Regions from separate parts of the Xenopus laevis genome. Here region 2 is linked to region 1. Evidence: chromatin contacts called from public Hi-C data. All regions are on one chromosome and are shown on one strand. The core of a region is the stretch at or near the end of the contact, and the rest is flanking DNA. Distances in the headings are between cores, read along the strand shown. Region 1 holds the start of zmynd12.L (zinc finger MYND domain-containing protein 12). Region 2 overlaps foxj3.L (forkhead box protein J3).

Region 1 (5,228 bases), core at 337-2,836:
GGGTCTTCTCGATTGAGATCTTTACTCCTTTTTTCTGATCACGTCTACTTCTGATGACAGCACTTCCTGATTCTTGATAGTCAGCGGGTCCAGGTTGCGGATACAGGTACTTGCGGGTAAGAATGCGGGTTGCGGGTATGGGTTCCAAAAATGGACCTGTGCAGGACTCTACAGTAGTGATGTGCATGATGACCCAAAACATGTGGGTTGCCCACTGGCTGGGTTTGGGTTGAAATTTGGCCAGCTATTGTGGATTAGGATTGGGTGCGGGTCAGACTGGGAAAGTAACTCTACACGACTTACAAACATTCTCTGTCTTGGAACCAGAGGCACACACAGAAAGAGAGTTAACTGTGAGATGCTTGGGTACAGGTGGGTGCAGGTCCTATAATGGCAATATTTTGTGGGGTTAGGGTTGGGTGCTGGTTGAGTTTTTCCTGACCCTCACATCACTAGTGTACAGTGGTGGAGCAAACAGGAGGCTGAGCGACTGTGCAGGGGATACCATGGCTTATTGCAAACAGAAGTGGGTGGAGGGTTTGGGTGACTAGTATGTATGGTTGACTAGGTGCAAATTATACACCCAGGCCAAAAGGGATTTAGCTAGGTTACTGAAGGGGTAACTATACAGAAATCAGACCCTGCAAATGCTCCAATGGATCACTGACAGCTGAGCTAAGCAGTTGCAATACATGTTTACAAAGAAATCTTTCATTTGCAAAGTTCAGAAGGGTTTTGTACTGGTCCCAAGTAAATTGTAGCTACGTCTCTGCAGCAGAACCCACCTAGCGGGCTGAAAGCCTGAGCTGCCGCCTGCAGGAGGTGCAGATAGTCGGACAGGGTGTTAAACTCCACCGGCAGTAACCGGCCCGACTCCTTCATGCTGCTGTATTCCTGTAGAACGCGGACAATGTCCGGTAACTGCGACTGTTGCACCTGCACCTGATGGCCGGACGCATCCGAGGAAGGCACCAGTCGCAGCGTGTCCAGCCAGTTGTGGGAGGTGTAGCGCCGGCTGTACGGGTACATAGAGCGGTGCCGGTGCAGGAAGATGACCGCGTAACCCGCCCGCAGAAAGTACTCGGCCGAGGCAGATCCCCGCCTGCCGCTACTGAAGTTATCCAAGAAGCGCACAGTGCGTGACTCCAGGGGCACCTTAGTTCCGCCCGATGTTATTAGAACGACCCTTGTGCCCCGGGAGCCGTGATCTCTGGCGAACTCCGCCATGGCCCCAGCCGCCTCCCTTATCCATGCCTGCGGAGGGGCAAAGTCTTGGTGAAGCTTCTGACAAGATTCAGCCATGAATAGGAATGACACGGCCACACAGACGGGTCTGCAAAGGGGACAGGCAGAGGAATTACTAACACCGAGGCGCGCTATTTCCGGGTAGGTAAGCGGGTCGACGTAGCCATATTTGTATTGGGCAACATCTATTGTACTTATTATTAGGGTATCGTGTACATATATATCCAGCATCCTCCCAGCCAGCTGCTGCTAAACTTCAAGCCCCTTTACTGAAAGCTGCGATTGAACATAGCTTAGACATTCCTGATTCTACTTATCAGCCTCCGTCCTGTACGTTTCTGCCTGGCATAGACAACTACGGAAGCCGGAAAGCAAATACATGCATATCGGAGTGCGCATGCGCAATTGGTCTTTGTCGGAGGAGACTCCAGCGTCCATAGCAACGCAAGAACGAAGTGTACGACTTGCTGCTTCTCGCTCAACCCATGGCCGCCGTGAACCCCCTGTCTAACCCTAAAGGTGTCAAACTGCAGTGCGAGCTGTGCAATAGCCCGGCCTATCTCCAGTGCCCTGGCTGCAAAGTCACCTACTATTGGTAAGTCCACCATCAAGTGAAGGCAATGAATGGAGGGGATATGTGCTTTTATTTTGTCATTTGTAGTAGACTGCTTAAAACTAAATGCTGTTTGGTTGCTGTTTGCTATTGCACTTTAGTTGCAATTTAACACCCAAGTTTGTCAATAAGCCCCAGTATCACTTCCCCAGGTACAATTACTGATGCATTTAGAAAGTAGGGATGCACCAAATCCAGGATTCAGTTTTGGGATTCTGCCTTTTTCAGCAGGATTCGGATTCGGCCAAATCCTTGTGCCTGGGCAGGTAGGGAAATCAAATGACTTTTCATCACAAAAGAAGAATTTTTTCCTTTCCTGCCGCTAATTTGCGAATAATCTTTCACCAAGGATTCGGGGATTCGGCCGAATCCCAAATAGTGGATTCGGCGCATCCCTATTAGAAAGTAATATATAAAACAGCCAGATCAGTTCTAAGAGGTTAAAGGGCTTGTTCACCTTTGCATTCACTTTTGGTAGGACGTAGAGAGTGATATTCTGAGACAATTGGTTTTCATTTTTCAAGCTCTATCATTTATGTTTTTTTAAGCTTTTTATTCAGCAGCTTGCAATTTCAGCAATCTGTTGCTATGGTCCAAATTACCCCAGCAACCATGCATTGATTTAAATAAGAGACTGGAATATAAATAGGAGATGACCTGGACAGTAAGATGAGTAATAAAAAGTTGCAATAACAATACATTTCTAGCCATCCAGAGCATTTGCTTTTAGATGGGGTCAGTGACCCCCCCCATTTAAAAACTGGAAAGAATCAGAAGAAGAAGGTAAGTAATTAAATATAAAACATAAATGATGAAGATTACTTGAAAGGTTTCTAAGAACTGCTGCTTCTATAATATACTAAAAATTAAAGGGATACTGTCATGGGAAAAAAAAAAAAATTCAAAATGCATCAGTTAATAGTGCTGCTCCAGCAGAATTCTGCACTGAAATCCATTTCTCAAAAGAGCAAACAGATTTTTTTTTTTCAATTTTGAAATCTGACATGGGGCTAGACATTTTGTCAATTTCCCAGCTGCCCCAAGTCATGTGATTTGTCTGTTAACAAATTGTAACGGACGGTTGAATCGCGGGACCGCATCAACGAACAGATGCGGCCGCGATCCGACGGGATTTCTAGTCCCATCCGATCGAGATCTCGATCGTGGAAGCCCGTTGGGGGGCCCCATACACGGGCCAATAAGCTGCCGACTCGGTCTGTCGGCAGCTTTTATCAGCCCGTGTATGGCCACCTTAACATTGAGTAGGAGAAACAACAGCCTGCCAGAAAGCAGTTCCATCCTAAAGTGCTGGCTCTTTCTGAAAGCACATGACCAGGTAAAATGACCTGAGATTGCTGCCTACACACCAATATTACAACTAAAAAAATACACTTGTTGGTTCAGGAATGAAATTTTATATTGTGAATTATTTGCAGTGTAAACAGTGTGATTTAGAAATAAAAACGACACCATAAAAATCATGACAGAATCCCTTTAACGCAACATGGATGAGTTGTAACGGGTTTGTTTTTATTACAGACTTGCATAACAAAATCAGGTTTATTTGTGAATTTGTTTTCTAGTGATTCTGATCATCAACAGGCTGACTGGGTAAGTGTCCATGAGAAGATATGCCAACTATTGATCCCCCTGCGCATAGCCCATCCATTTGGCAGCTCTGCAGAAGAGAGAGCCCATCATTTGGAGCAGTTATTACAGAGAAAGGTTAGTGCATACAAGAGAGATGTTAGGAACTCAGGAATATAACATGCTGGTACAATATATGAGAGAACAATGATGTAACCTTTTTAGCCATATCATCAAAATTGGAAGATAGGCAATATTCCAGTGCTCTGGTTTAAGCAATGCAGTTAAGAACAGTGACCCAAACAGAGATAAAAATCCTGAGGTTTCTTTGCATAAATCTGCCAGGTGTGTTTGCACCAGAGCCAACACAATGGTTCCAGATGCAAACAGAAGAAGGTGTCTGCCACCATAAGTGCTGAAATTGCCCTGCTGAGTTCAGCTCTATGTGACTCTAGTCTAAACCAACGGAACAACAATGGTTTATTCCAAAAACCATTAAAGCAAAAGGAACTCTGGTCTGGTGCTCCTTTTAGCAAAAAGCTTCACTGACCTGGGGTTCTTCTTACTGAGCACTACCGACTGATACTCTTCTTCTTTTACTTCATCTTCCTTCAATGCCTGCAGCAGACGCATGCACAGTAGAGTAAAAACTTTTTTGTATAAGTTTTGCTTTTTACTATATTGAACATGCACACCCACGAAAAGAAAGAAGATGCAGGAAAAGCATCACTCCATGGTGCTCGTTGAGACGATACAGGGTATCAGGTAAGCCATTAGTGATTTACACTTTCCTAGAAGGAAAGCTATGGAGGCATTTTATTGCCAAAAGATTAGCTGCAATAGTGCAAGCTAGAATGCTATATTTATTCTGTAGAATGTTTTACCATACCTGAGTAAAAAGCTCTAGAAACTCTCTGTTTGTTTAGGATAGCAGCTGCAGTATTAGCTTGGCGTGACATCACTTCCTGCCTGAGTCTCTCCCTGCTCAGGGCTCAGATTACAGCAGAGAAGGGGGGGGGGAGGAGCAAACTGAGCATGCTCATGCCCAGGGCAATGAGGTTTAAGCTGAAGGCAAGAAGTCTGATACAGAAGCCCATGTGTACACAATAGAAGATAAGAAATACAGTGTTTCTTTTGACAGAGGACTCAGAGCTCTATATATATAGAGAACTATTGTATGTGTTCCATTTGTTTGACTGATAAGGTTTATTATTATTATGTTATTATTCTGATAATCAGCTTTGTATATTTTCTTTAACAGAAACATTTGATTGACATTACCTTAAAGGAAGCCCAAAAGCACCTTTATGGGGGATGGCATGCAGATGTAATCCCAGCAGCCATGCATTCCCTTTCTTTCACCATTGATGTGTTTGGATTGGCAACAGTGGAGTTAGTGCCTGCATACCTTATCCTTGCTGAAGCTAACATTGGTAAGTGGATGTATTCTGCATGACAGTGTTGGATTCTGGCTAAAATAGCAATATTCAAGAGATCATTTACAGCTGAATTAGCTGGAGTTTATGAATCCAATAGATTGGGAATGCAGATGGCACAGAGCCAGAGGGAAACCCAGCATAAAGCTATGGCAAGTTAGTATATGGCATTCTCCAGTAGAAGAACTGTTACAAAAAACAGATGGTGAGTGAAAAAAAAACATGAAATCCATATGAGATCATGCAGTTCAGAAGTTGTTTTAAATAGAGTGCTTTCCTGAGCAAACAGATATATCCTCAAATAACAGATGGCCTAAGTGGTGTGTAATGCAATCAGCTGTGAATGC
Region 2 (5,843 bases), core at 2,361-4,860, 110 kb after region 1:
GCTTATCTGTAAAAGTGCATTTTCTGCCCATTGAACTTGAATGGCTGCCTCCATAACTACACACCCACCACCTTATATATGTATACATTTTACTAGTGATTCTCAAGCAGCGGCACAATTATTACCAGTGCAGGCTAGCATTATATTTGAATGTTTCCATCTTTGGTATTACTGCTCTTTTAAGGTGAAGCTTTCTTCTCTACTAGAATGCTTTGTGAACTATGAAATAGCCATATAGACATTATTTGATCACTGTGGATTTTTGGGGGGAGGGGCAGTATTATATATACAAGTGTGGGACCTGTTATCCAGAATAATCCGGACCTGGGGGTTTTCTGGATAAGAGGTATTACTGTAATTTGGATCCTTGAGTCTGCTTAAAAAATGTAAACATTAATTAAACTCAATAGGATTGTTTTGCCTACAATAAGGATTAATTATATCTTAGTTGGGATCAAGTACAAGCTTCTGTTTTATTACAGCGATAAAGGAAATCATTTTTTAACATTTTAATTATTTGATTAAAATGTAGTGTATTGGAGATGGTCATCCCATAATTTGGAGTTTTCCCATACCTTTGTATATGAGAGATTCTTTGTATTTCTTGTATTGGTTGTTGTTTTTTAAATCTGTTTGCTCATTTTATATACCAGTTCATTGTACAGCGTGTTTCGAAAAATGTTGGGGCTTTATAAATAGGGATGGGCGAATTTGACCCCTTTCGTTTCGCCAAAAATTAGCTGCCGGCGAAATTGTTGCACGACGCCATACAAGTATATTGGCGTCATTTTTGCAGTAAAACAAGGCAACAACAATTTGCCGATCCCTATTTATAAATATGGCTAATATTTTTGTTAGGGGGCCAAGATAAGGGCTCATAGTGAGCTTGTGATCGTAGTCATCTAATTGCAGTATTATGTGCTATTTTGTGGTAACAGGATTTAAGAAAGGGAAATAAAATTGTCTTTTTTTTTTTTTTTTCTATTGTGTTCCAGGTTTGATGAACCTGCCTTCAGAGTCCTCCCAGCAGACACATTCTCCTTGCTCCTATCAGCACTCCCCTAGCAGCACAATGAGTTCTCAGCAGCATAGTAGCCAAAATAACCTAACAAATAACCATTCAAGTAACATTGGCACAAGTGTAGGCGACTCCATTGGACAAGTTCACTTATCTCACACTCAGTCACAACATTCACCCCACATACACCACAATGTAGTGCATCATCAGCATCCTCAACATTGTACTCAGCACACATCTCACTGTCATCAACAAAGTCCTCATCAGCCTCAACATCCTCAGCAGCATGCCCAGCACCCTGCCCAACATCAGCACATACAGCATCATCCCAACCATCAGCATCAATCTCTAGCACATCAGACATCTCTAACACAGCAACAAATACCCTGCAGTAATGGTAAGATATTAAACATGCTTGTTATATTCTGTTAAAGCATCTTGTTCTTGGGGGTGTTTTATGTGTAGAGGGAAGGCTTAAAAACAAATAGGATATCCAGAGCTCTGTGTGTGTTTGTTTGTGTGTGTGTGTTTTGGTTTTTTGTTACAGCTTTTCTTTGCTCAATGAAGAATATGTTAATGAAATAGAATGTTTATCATCCTCTTTCTTCACCTGTTTTTTGCTTTTTTTTATCATGTAAACTGTTATCTTCTCTGTTACCTTTCAATATAAAAATCTCCATTTTCTTATGTATTACCTTTTTCTTATTTGCTCCTCCCCTTCTATATATGGTTCTCTCTTTTTGGCTGCCAGGGGTGTAACTATAGAGGAAGCAGACCCCGTGGCTGCAGGGGGGCCCAGGTGGTATAGGGGCCCATGAGGCCCAAATTCGTGTTCAATTTAAATAAATATTGGTTAAACAGGTCAACCTCTTTTGGGGGCCTGAAAAATTATTTCATGTGGTGCCAAGTAACATCACTGTTAGCTGCTTTCTGTACTGCTTTAACATTGTGTTACCTAATTCTCCTTGCCTTTTGATGTCACTTTGTATCCTGTTTTCCTTGTCTGCTCTCTCTTATCTTCCTTTTATTTCACATTATCCTTTGCTTTGTATTTTCCCATGTCTGGGGCTAACATTGTCAGATATTTGTGTGTGTCTGTTTGCATAGAGCTGTATTCTGTATTGTGACTGTGTGTTTCTGGGAGGAAGGAACTACACAGACAACACAGATGTACATTAAAGGAGAAGTAAAATCACTTGGGAGTGCCAAATTGGGTGGCTTTCCAGCGATTCTAGTCACTTAACCTTCTACCATGTCACCATCCTGTTCTCTGCCTCAGGCTTCCCCTGGGCAAGTGGATGTGCAGTACAGAACCTATTTGCCAATTTTTGTACTGCCTATTCACCCAACTTCTTTAGATGCAGGAGATACCTTGGACACGAGAACAAGATGGTGGCACGACACCCTCAAACAGTATTCTGGGCTGATGGCTTTTTTGAAGAAGAGGAGCACCAGTTTGGGGGTAGCAGGTAAGTGACTAGAATCACTGGGAGTGCCCAGCAACCTGGCACCTCTACTGATTTTACATTTCCTTCTCCTTTGCGTTTACTAATATAGCACCAGAAGAAGGATCTACCAAAAAATTTTTAACAAGAAACCCTGAAGAATGGATCCATGGAATAATGTTTTTATATAGCTATTTTTGTCTTGCAGACTTTTTACCTTCATTTTTTTACAGCATGGGCAGGAATCTGTGCCAGCCCTCTCCTCTTTCCTAGGGCTAAATGCACACCCAGACCTGTGTATGTAGTTGCACTGTTTGCAGGACATACTGGAGGATTCCAAAATAGAAGTAAAGCTGGCCATACATGTGAAAAGCGGTTGTCAAATGACCAGATCTTTTGACATCAGGCCCATTTGCTCCCACCAAACACTGACCCCTATGCTGCTGTCTCAGACTGAACTACAAACATAATGATTTTTGAGCCTTTTGTTGCCCTTTAAAGGCACAGATATGTATAGCGCTCTGAGTATATAATAGATTCCTCTAGCACCCTGACATTCCTCCCTTCAACTAAAGATTTCTTTGTTACTTTAAGGCAGGGGTGCCCAGACTTTGTTTTACTGGGATCTACTCTCGACACCTGGTTCCCAGCAGGAGATCTATCTTGATAACGCGCAGCAATTTTTTAATCCACGCCTATTTTTTGTGGCCACATCCCCTGATTACCATGTTCATTTTACAAAATTTGGCAGGTTATGAAAGTTTGAACACACTCCCTTCCCCTCCGTGCTTGCTGCTCTCAGCCCTCCTTCCTCTCTATGTCCGTGTCTGTAGCCTGCCCTCCCTTCCTTCCTTCCCCTCTGTGTCCGTTCTGTTGCAGTCCTCCCTTCCTTCCCCTCTGTGTCCGTTCCTGTAGCAGTCCTCTCTTCCTTCCCCTCTGTGTCCGTTCCTGTAGCAGTCCTCCCTTCCTTCCCCTCTGTGTCTGTTGCAGTCCTCCCTTCCTTCCCTGTCTCCGTGCTTGTTGAAGCCTGCACTCCTTCCCCGTGCCTGCCCTTCATTCCCCTGTGTCCCTTCCCCTCAGCTCAGCCGGCCCTTCTGCACTTCTCTTCTGAGTCGCCCTTCTCCTCTGAGCCGGCACTTCCACTCTGCTTTGAGCCCGCCCTCCTCCTCTGCTTTGAGTCCAGGCAGATGTCTTTTATACTGACGCAGAGCCCCAGGTCGCGGTCTACCAGTTACATGACTGGGATCTACTGGTAGCCCACGATCGACTTCCTGGGCACCCCTGCTTTAAGGAGTAGAGCAGCATCTAGAGCTCCAAAATATTGCACATCATGGCCTTTGTGTTTAAAGACAAATATATATAGAAAGGTTGTTTCTTTTTATAGTTTGCCTAAGCCTTGCTGGCTCATAAACCATATACCGTATATACTCGAGTATAAGCCGATCCGAGTATAAGCCGAGGTACCTAATTTTACCTACAAAAACTGGGAAAACGTATTGACTCTAGTATAAGCCTAGACACAACTACAGCCCTGTCTCCCAGCAGCGCACATTCCGCCAAAAGAGACCCCCCCAGCGATCAACCGGACTTCTTTGCAAAGTTGATGGTGACAGAGAATTGTCAAACGGATTACTGTGTGCATTGTCCCACTGTCCCACTACCATGTGCAGAGGGTGCTGTGTGATATTGTCATCATTGTTAATCCTTCATACAACCAACAGAGGGCGCTGTGTGATATTGTCATCACTGTTAATCCTTCATACAACCAACAGATGGCGCTGTGTGATATTGCCATCACTGTTAATCCTTCATACAACCAACAGAGGGTACTGTGTGATATTGCAATCACTGTTAATCCTTCATACAACCAACAGAGGGCGATGTGTGATATTGCAGTCACTGTTATTCTTTCATATAACCAACAGAGGGCGCACTGCTATTCTTTCATATAACCAACAGAGGGTGCTGTGTGATATTGCAGTCACTGTTATTCTTTCATATAACCAACAGAGGGCGCACTGTTATTCTTTGATTTAACCAACAGAGGGTGCTGTGTGATATTTGCAGTCACTGTTTTTCTTTCATATAACCAACAGAGGGCGCACTGTTATTCTTTGATATAACCAACAGAGGGTGCTGTGTGATATTACAGTCACTGTTATTCTTTGATATAACCTACAGATGGCGCTGTGTGATATTGCAGTCACTGTTATTCTTTCATAAAACCAACAGAGGGCGCACTGTTATTCTTTCATATAACCAACAGAAAGCATTGTGGGATATTGCAGTCTCTCCCCAAGTGAACTGTTGGTATAGGAATGATTAAAAGTGACTGCAATCTCAGCTACTGCCCGCTGACCCGAGTATAAGCCGAGGTAGACTTTTTCAGCACATTTTGGATGCTGAAAAACTCGGCTTATGCACGAATATATATGGTATACATTTTTCACTGTGCTTTAACTGTACTTTCTGCAAGGTTTTCCTTTCTTTAGTGATTAAAGGGGTGCTTCACCTTTAAGTTAACTTTTAGTATTTTATAGAATGGCTAATTCTAAGCGACTTTTTAATTGGCCTTCTTTTTTTAATTTTTTTTTTATAGTTTTTGAATTATTTGTCGCCTTCTGACTTTTTCCAGATTTCAACTGGGGAGTCGCTGACCCCATCTAAAAACAAATGATCTGTAAGGCTACACATTTATTGTTATTGATACTTAATACTCCCCTTTCTATTCAGATCCTCTCCTATTCATATTCCAGTCTCTTATTCATATCAATGCATGGTTGCTAAGGTAATTTCAACCCTAGCAACTAGATTGCTGAAATGGCAAACTGGAGAGCAGTTGAATAAAAAGCTAAATAATTCAAATAAAAAATATTAAAACCAATTGCAAAATGTTTCATACTATCATTCCCTACATCATACTAAAGTTAATTTAAAGGTGAACAACCCCTTTAAGCTGTCAATACATAGGGGCAGATTTATTAAGGGTCAAATGGTAAATTCAAAGGAAAATTTTTGTGTTGAAACTCACAAATTTGAAGTTAAAAGCACGAAACCAAATGTAAATTTGAATGTGAGATTTATCACACCTCGACCATGAGGTCAATTCAATTCGAATATATGCCACCTAAAACTTGCCGAATTCATTTACAAGTCAATGGCAGAGGCCTGTTGACCCATTAGAAGATGTTAATAGCCTTCCTGACATTCAACTTTTTTTGGAGAAAAACTCGAATCAAATCAATATGAATTAGGTTAGAGTTTTTGGGTGAGTAAAGTTCCTTTTGAATTTTAGACATTCAAGTTTTTCATTAAATTAGATAACAATCAAGTTTTGAGTACATTTAAATTAATTAGAGTAAAAAAAAAAAAATTATAAA

What was found. Hi-C and Micro-C count contacts between places; a contact is called where the count stands out from the background.
Region 2: a Hi-C map of the XTC cell line shows a contact between it and region 1, with 3 times the contacts expected there. The contact joins the enhancer-like site here to the promoter of zmynd12.L in region 1. A contact is called at or near these places in 2 of 4 Hi-C or Micro-C datasets (the XL177 cell line and the XTC cell line).

The regions. Positions count from the first base shown.
Region 1 is chr7L:98,648,769-98,653,996 of Xenopus_laevis_v10.1, forward strand. zmynd12.L (zinc finger MYND domain-containing protein 12) reads left to right here and starts at 1,587. Exons shown (of 8, transcript XM_018226080.2): 1 at 1,587-1,840; 2 at 3,442-3,583; 3 at 4,707-4,878. The coding sequence starts at 1,731. It overlaps ppcs.L (phosphopantothenoylcysteine synthetase L homeolog), which reads right to left and starts at 1,564. Exons shown (of 3, transcript NM_001092270.1): 1 at 786-1,564. The coding sequence starts at 1,227.
Region 2 is chr7L:98,759,406-98,765,248 of Xenopus_laevis_v10.1, forward strand. foxj3.L (forkhead box protein J3) reads left to right here. Exons shown (of 14, transcript XM_018226066.2): 9 at 996-1,415; 10 at 2,377-2,487. Among protein-coding and RNA genes, the nearest start is that of efhd2.L, 40 kb to the right of the region's middle. Within about 2 kb of position 3,611, at least 1 of the 7 cell types and tissues checked has an H3K27ac peak or open chromatin away from gene starts, as enhancers often do.